Linked DNA regions of Mus musculus: region 1 is linked to region 2. Evidence: chromatin contacts called from public Hi-C data. All regions are on one chromosome and are shown on one strand. The core of a region is the stretch at or near the end of the contact, and the rest is flanking DNA. Distances in the headings are between cores, read along the strand shown.

Region 1 (3,111 bases), core at 213-2,712, 42 kb before region 2:
CCACAGAGGCCACTTAGTCATGTAGAGTAGCCCAAAGACAGTTATGTTGAGCAGTCGCCACGTACTGTTGCCAGCGTCTGCTTATCATTAAAGCCAGGAACAATGGGTACAAGTGCTTACACACTCTCCAACAACACAGCATCAACGTGAAAATAGCTTACACAAGTTCAGGACCCAAGCAGACACTCACACACCTTCGCTTCCACCTCCGCACACAACAAGCCAGCATGCCCCACGGTTCAGTGGCCAGGGACTGCTGAGCTGAGCCCTTCTCCTGAACTGGTATCTAGAAAACTCTCCCAAAGCTCCAGAGAGAGTATTGTTCTCTCAACTTTGTCTAATTATTGGGGGTAGAGGGAGGAAAGGGGGCTGTCTCCTGACTTTCTGAGGAAGTTGATTTGGGGACCTGGCTAAGGATTAGAAGCCGATTAGAAGCCCAGGCAACTTATCAAGAGAGTCACACTCAGACACTTGCAGAAGTGGCTTTAAACACACTGGGTAGCTGGAGAAAATGTACTCGGGACAGTAGGTAGAGGTTGCCTAGTGCACGGGACTGCAAAGGGGGAAGGTGACTGCTCAGGTAGCTCAGAAGAGGGGAGGAACTGCTGGCATGCACCTAGCTGCCCCTCCAGCTCATTCCTGGCAGTAGCTACTCTGCAGGGGACTTTGGCACAACCATATTGTCTAGCTCCTCCATTCTCACAGCACCAACCAGCAAAGAGACCATGCAGTACAACTGAGTTCTAGCCCCAGTTCTCAGCATGACTCCAGAAACCTTCATCCTTCTCTCTGTTCTTCAGTATCCCCCTTGTACAGTAGGCAAATGGAGCCAGCTCCCTCTCTGTCTTCTCCTACAGACACCCTAAGCCTAAGATACCCCACTCACGTCATTGCGGCCAAGTGAATTGTCGACTAGGGAGGAGGTGATGCCCGAGAGAATGGCCGTGGCGACGATGGCTCCCACACACTGGGCGATGATGTACATGACAGCCCGGAGGATGCTGATCTGACAGCTGAGCAGGAGCCCCAGTGTGACCGCAGGGTTGAGGTGAGCACCGCTGATGTGACCCACACTTTGGGCCAGAGTAGCGATGCTCAAACCAAAGGCCAGCGACACCTTCACGTTGTCCTGGACCAGCGTCTGGTTTCTCTCCAGTGGGTAATTGAAGCCTAGGGCAGAACCAATGCTGATGAAGACGAAGAGGGTCATGGCCAGGAACTCAGCCACCACAGCCCTCCAGAAGAGCTTCTTCTTGATTTCACTGGCCATGCTGGCAGGGACCTCGACTTAACCGCTGGATGCCTGGTGCTCAACTCCCTCCAAGAGCTGAGCCACAGCCTGGGCTGGGCCTATTTATAGGGCTGGGTGGGGGGAGCACAAAGGGAGGAAGGCCTCTCCTTGCTCCTGGCCCGCCCCACACCACACGAGCCTCCTCGCTGCGATGGATGCAGACAGGGCTCTGCTGTCTGCCTGCCAACTTTTTCCTTCCTCCTCTCCCCCTCCTGCCCTCCCTTGCTCCCTCCACCCGCCTCAGCCCTCGGCCCTGCCCAGCGTAAGGAGGCAGGAGGCAACCGTTGCTCTAATAGGCTTTGGGAAATTCTTCCAAGCTGGCTCTTCTCAGGGGGCCAGAGAAATCCAGGTGTCCCCGCCCAGCCTGCAAAGCTCAAGGGTGCCTGAGGGCAGAGGCTGGCACTCTAGAAGGGGTGGGGAATAGGGGTTGTCTGGACTCCCCAGACGGACATTGCCCTCCCTGGAGGTGGCACCAGAAATTGCCTGCCTGTCCCATCCCACTCTGAGCAGAGTTAGTAATCTGAAGTTCTCAGGCTGAGAAATCTGTGGGCCAGTCTGGCCTCCAATGTCCTGGCCTGGGCCAAGCAGCTGCATGTCACTTTGGGGATGTGTCCTCGCCCCCCGGGCCTCATTGATGGGAGTAGAGAAGCTTTCTGGGAGCCACCTATCATTCTTTAGACAATGGCAGACCTTAGCCAAGCAAGGTTGCTGGAAAACTCCCCCAATTCCTCAAACTTAAAACAATTTGAGGCCATGATTTGAGAGGGGGTGGGGAAGATAATGTTGCTTAGGCTTTTTTTTTTTCTCTAATAGATAAAGTAGCTAGCAGGTCACTGAAGAGATGGAAGGAATGACAGCTGGACCTGAAAAGGAGCGAATGGGAGACATGGGCTGGGGCTAAGAGACAGATGCAGTGATGGGATGATAGGCAGAGCAACAGGAAGCATTATCCGAGTGATGGTGGAAAGTGGAAGAGGTTTCCAGCCTTGCAGGAGACAGCGGCCAGGCTATGGATGTGCTCACGCATACAATATTCAACTGGGCACTGGATTCAGTCACTAGCATCACAGGAAAAAACAGCACGTCAGAAACAGGAAGAGACAAACGGAGCAGAGGAGACATAGGCCGGACAAGAATCTAGATAGAGAAAGAGGAGAGAGGAAGGTAAGGGAGACCAGAGGCACTTTCCAACACCAGGAGGGGTGGAGAGGAGGTGGGGGCAGACAAAGCACCCACCATGTTTCCTGTGTACCCCCAAAATCCCGAGTAAAGGACCAGAGAACTGGTCGGTCACTTGCCTACTGTTTGAGTGTGCTGGAAGGTATACCAGGCCCATAGGGAGGCTCTCTCTGTGGCCACAAGGTAGGACCTGTTATGATTGGTCCCTCTCTTTCCATCTTAGTCCTTATCAGAATCATTGGCTTCTTACCCATCAGAGGTGGAAAAACAACACTCACTGAGAAAGAAGAAATGTCTTTGAGTCTGACATCTGTCAAGATAGGGCCAAGCACCTTCTATCCTACAGAGAATGACATTGTCCCTCAAGGGCCAGGTTGTATTCAGCCACAGTCCTGGAACCAGATGTGACCTACAGAAATCCCATGCTATGTTTGATGGGAGCAGGTGGCTGGTTGGGAAGTAATTTACCACCACACACCTAAACACTTAGAAGGCCAGGAGGAGTGGCTCTGAGTAGAAAGGTGGTGTAGTGGCTGCTTGGCAGCTGGATGCAATCAAAGACTTATTAACCCTCTAGAGAGGCAGTCAGGATGATGGAGCAGGCACTTCCTGGAAGCTCTACCACATCCTATATTCTGAGA
Region 2 (3,519 bases), core at 804-3,303:
ATGAGTCCTGGGGATCTGAACTCAGGACTTCACACTTAAGAAGTGAGGACTTTCCCAACTAAGCCATCTCCCTAGCCCAAGACTGTCGACTCTTAGTAACTATGGTGTTTAGAGTTGAGGCCTTTAGGATTAGACTACAGTTGGATAAAGTCATCAGGATGAAGCCACTATGGTTGCCTTCTGATAGACTGATCAGGTGAGAGAGGGGGGAGAGGAAAGAGAGAGAGGGGAAAAGGAAAGAAGAGAGAGGGGTGGAGGGAGGGAGATGGAGGAGTCATGCATGTTCTCCCTTTGTTTTTGTGTGGTCCCTGTACCTCCTCAGGGCCCTGCCAGCAAGAAGATCATCATGGGATCCAGACCCTCAACTCCCAGATCCATAAGCCAAAATAAACACTTCTCATTTAAAACTGACCGTGTCCATGGTATGAAGTTGTTGGCAGTAGAAGTCAGCCTACCATAGAAAGCCTGCTTGAGGCTGTGACAACAGCCATTGCCACCTGAGCACAGGATTTGTCTTGGACACCACATTCCCAAGATTCCCTACCGACAAAAGAAAGCCCTGTCTCAAAGAAACAGCTGACTTGCCAAAGGTCCTTCACTCATGGATGATGGGATAGTGGGAAACCTTGGCAGCTAGTGTCCAAGGCCTGGGTACCCTCTTCCTGTTACCTCTGTGGCTCCGTACTTGGGACAGAACTTCAAACAGCACAGAGTAAAGAGCCTCTTTACCAAAAGAAATTCTCCAAACCAGAGAAACAGGTGTACACCGAGAGGAAGCTGATGGGTGAGAGCTGGCCAGGAGGAAGCATCAAGTCTGCAGCCTCGAAGCCCTTCCGGCCATCACCTTAGTCCTACCATAGGATTCTGGTCCTTTGGGCATCCTAAAGTAAGTCTCTCTTGATGCACCAAAATTATGTGTCCCAGAGCCAGTCGGCCAGCACACAGGAAAGTAGCCATGGCCACTGACCACACACATCACAAGGCCCCCAAGCAAGAAACATTGACTACATCTATTTAATAGATGTGGAAAGAGGCTCAGACACTTGGCTACTGAGAGATGGTAAGGTGAGAGAGTCTGGAACTTAGGCCTCCATGGCTACACACAGACCTGAATGCACACTGCCCACCTGGCCCTATGCCCAGGGCCTGATCTGCTTACTATATCCACAACCCAGAAGAAGCACTGAGCTGGGGCCAAGGGCAGCAAGGGCTCAGCGACTGGTCATTTGTTTTTCCATTTAGTGAAAGACAAGCAAGAACCTGGTCTCAATAGATGCTACAAGTCTAAGGTCCCCAAAATGCACACTCCTCTTCCCTTCCCATATAACATTACAAACTCAAACTCCATCGTACTTCCCCCGCCCCCCAATAAATGTGTGTGTGTGTGTGTGTGTGTGTGTGTGTGTGTGTGTGTGTGTGTGTTTGCGGTTTTATACCTGATAGACAAATGGGAAAGTGGTGCTCAGGAGATAAGGCTCCAGGTAGAATCACAGAGATCTGTAAAGAACCACAAAAGCCCAGGGTCCTCTGGGAAGGTCTGTAGGTCTTGCCCACTAGAAGCAGACCAGCATGCCTGGGAGAGAGCCAGCAAGGGGTGACTCACGGCAAGCACAGTGCTGGGTTGGCGCTAGCTGAGGCAGAAGAATTGATGGAAACGTTCTCTGTGGCATATACAACATCTTCTGACGAGAAGAAAATAACCTCAAAGCAGTCCTGGGGGGACTGATAAGCATCACTGGCCGCCGGCCACCTGTGGCTTTCAGAAGCAGCCCGATCTTCATAAGCTCTCGGCCGCGTGTTCACCCAGCGGGCTCGAAAGCCTGCGTCAGCTGGGAGAAGAGGGACTAGCAGAACGGACAATGGGAGGAAATGGTAATTGCATCCTTAGGTGCAAACACGATGGGAAATTCAGAAGTTGCCTGGATGTTAAAAGGGAGGGACATGTGTATTTCACATTAGGGCACCCGGGAGACGCCAAGGAGCAGCTTATGGCTTAAGAGATTTACAACTTTGGCAACCGGCAATGCCCAGTCCTCCCCTGGGGAGTTCTGACAAGGCCCACGTGTGAGGAGTGCTGGTCAGAGGCCATCCTCCTCTGCATTGCCTACACAAGAGATCAGCTTACACAGAAGCCTGATTCAGCCCTGAGTTCTAGTGCCAGCCTGCTGTGGGATAATTGCAAGCATTTCTTCCCTAGGCCTCAGTCTCCCGTTCTGGAGCAAAATGGTCTTTGACTAAATTATGTCTCACCAAATCCCTACATTGAACCCAGCCTGAAGAAGCAAACCTGTTTATAATCCCAGTTACTCAGGAAGCAGAGGCAGGAGGATTGAAAATCCAAGGTCAAACTGGTGCTGCAGTTCACACCTTTAATCCCAGCAATTAAGGTAGAGGCAAGCAGATCTCTGAGTTCAAGGCCAGCCTGATCTACAGATCGAGAACCAGGGCCAGAGAAATCCTAGCTTAAAAAATAACCTCAAAGCAGTTGACAAACAAAATTAAAAAGAAAAAAGAAGGAAAAGAAAGAAGTCCAATGTCAGCTGGGTTAGAGTAAGACTGTTTCAAAATTAAAAATTGAAAAGGATTGTTTAGCTCAGTGGTAGAGCATTTGTCCAATAAATGTGAGGCTCTCAGTTCAATACTCAGTATAGTAACATGTACACAGATACACTCACACAGACACACAGACACACACATAGACAGATACACATACAAAGACACACACAGAGAGACACAGACACACACACACACACACACACACACACACACACAGACACAGACACACACACACTCAAGCCCCAACAACCTATGAGACCCTCACAATATGCATCTAGGGAAAGTGAGGGCCTTTGAATGGGTGCTTTATATTGAAATGAAGCCAGAAGGTGGGTCCTGGCCCCACCACCCTGCAGTTATAAGAATAAGGTTTTGTATGCAGTTCATCTGTATGTGTACTACATCAGTGTGTTCCCAGCCTTGTTAGCACCAGCCTAGGATACTAGGACAAGAGACTTCCAATGTCATTATAGACTTAAAGCTCTCTTTTAACAAAATCTTCTGTGCAGAAGTCCACTTTACAGAAGCCAAGGACAGAGCTTCTATGTTGAAGGCAAAGATTAGCTTGCTCCATAATTCCCACTGGGATCTTGAGCTACAAAAGCTAAGAGGCCAGGGTCCATCCATATGGCCATGCTATTCGCCAGAAGCTGTCCTATGCTTCAGGTCCCTCCAGCAAACTGTGCTTTCCTACACTGCAATGCCAGGAAGCACACAGTGGGAAAGCCTCCATTAACCTGGCCTGGTAGGTGGGACTCAGTAACTGCTCCCAACATCTCAGCATTTGGGAGGAATGGGTCAGGATCAAGGAAGCTGCACTATGGGTCACCTAGTGACAAGAGGCAACAGAGAGCACTGCTTGGGAGGGCCAGCAAAAACCAAGCCCCTTGAATCTCTTCACCATCTGGAGGTCCCTAAAACCACTGACCAGAGGCAAAGAATACAACAAGAGAGCCCTACAGG

What was found. Hi-C and Micro-C count contacts between places; a contact is called where the count stands out from the background.
Region 1: a Hi-C map of uterus shows a contact between it and region 2, with 2.0 times the contacts expected there. The contact joins the promoter of Aqp1 here to the enhancer-like site in region 2. A contact is called at or near these places in 2 of 39 promoter capture datasets (embryonic stem cells and hematopoietic stem and progenitor cells), 8 of 484 Hi-C or Micro-C datasets (liver, nephron progenitors, psoas muscle and 2 more), 3 of 115 datasets of contacts at active chromatin or transcription factors (cardiomyocytes, embryonic stem cells and liver) and 1 of 9 other capture datasets (adipose tissue).

What each region holds. Positions count from the first base shown.
Region 1 is chr6:55,334,650-55,337,760 of GRCm38.p6, reverse strand. Aqp1 (aquaporin 1) reads right to left here and starts at 1,462. Exons shown (of 4, transcript NM_007472.2): 1 at 887-1,462. The coding sequence starts at 1,270.
Region 2 is chr6:55,293,150-55,296,668 of GRCm38.p6, reverse strand. The region is part of intron 13 of Mindy4 (MINDY lysine 48 deubiquitinase 4); the gene reads right to left. Among named protein-coding and RNA genes, the nearest start is that of Gm38819, 33 kb to the left of the region's middle. Within about 2 kb of position 2,053, at least 49 of the 459 cell types and tissues checked have an H3K27ac peak or open chromatin away from gene starts, as enhancers often do. A contact at or near this core is called in adipose tissue and uterus, where this site is marked.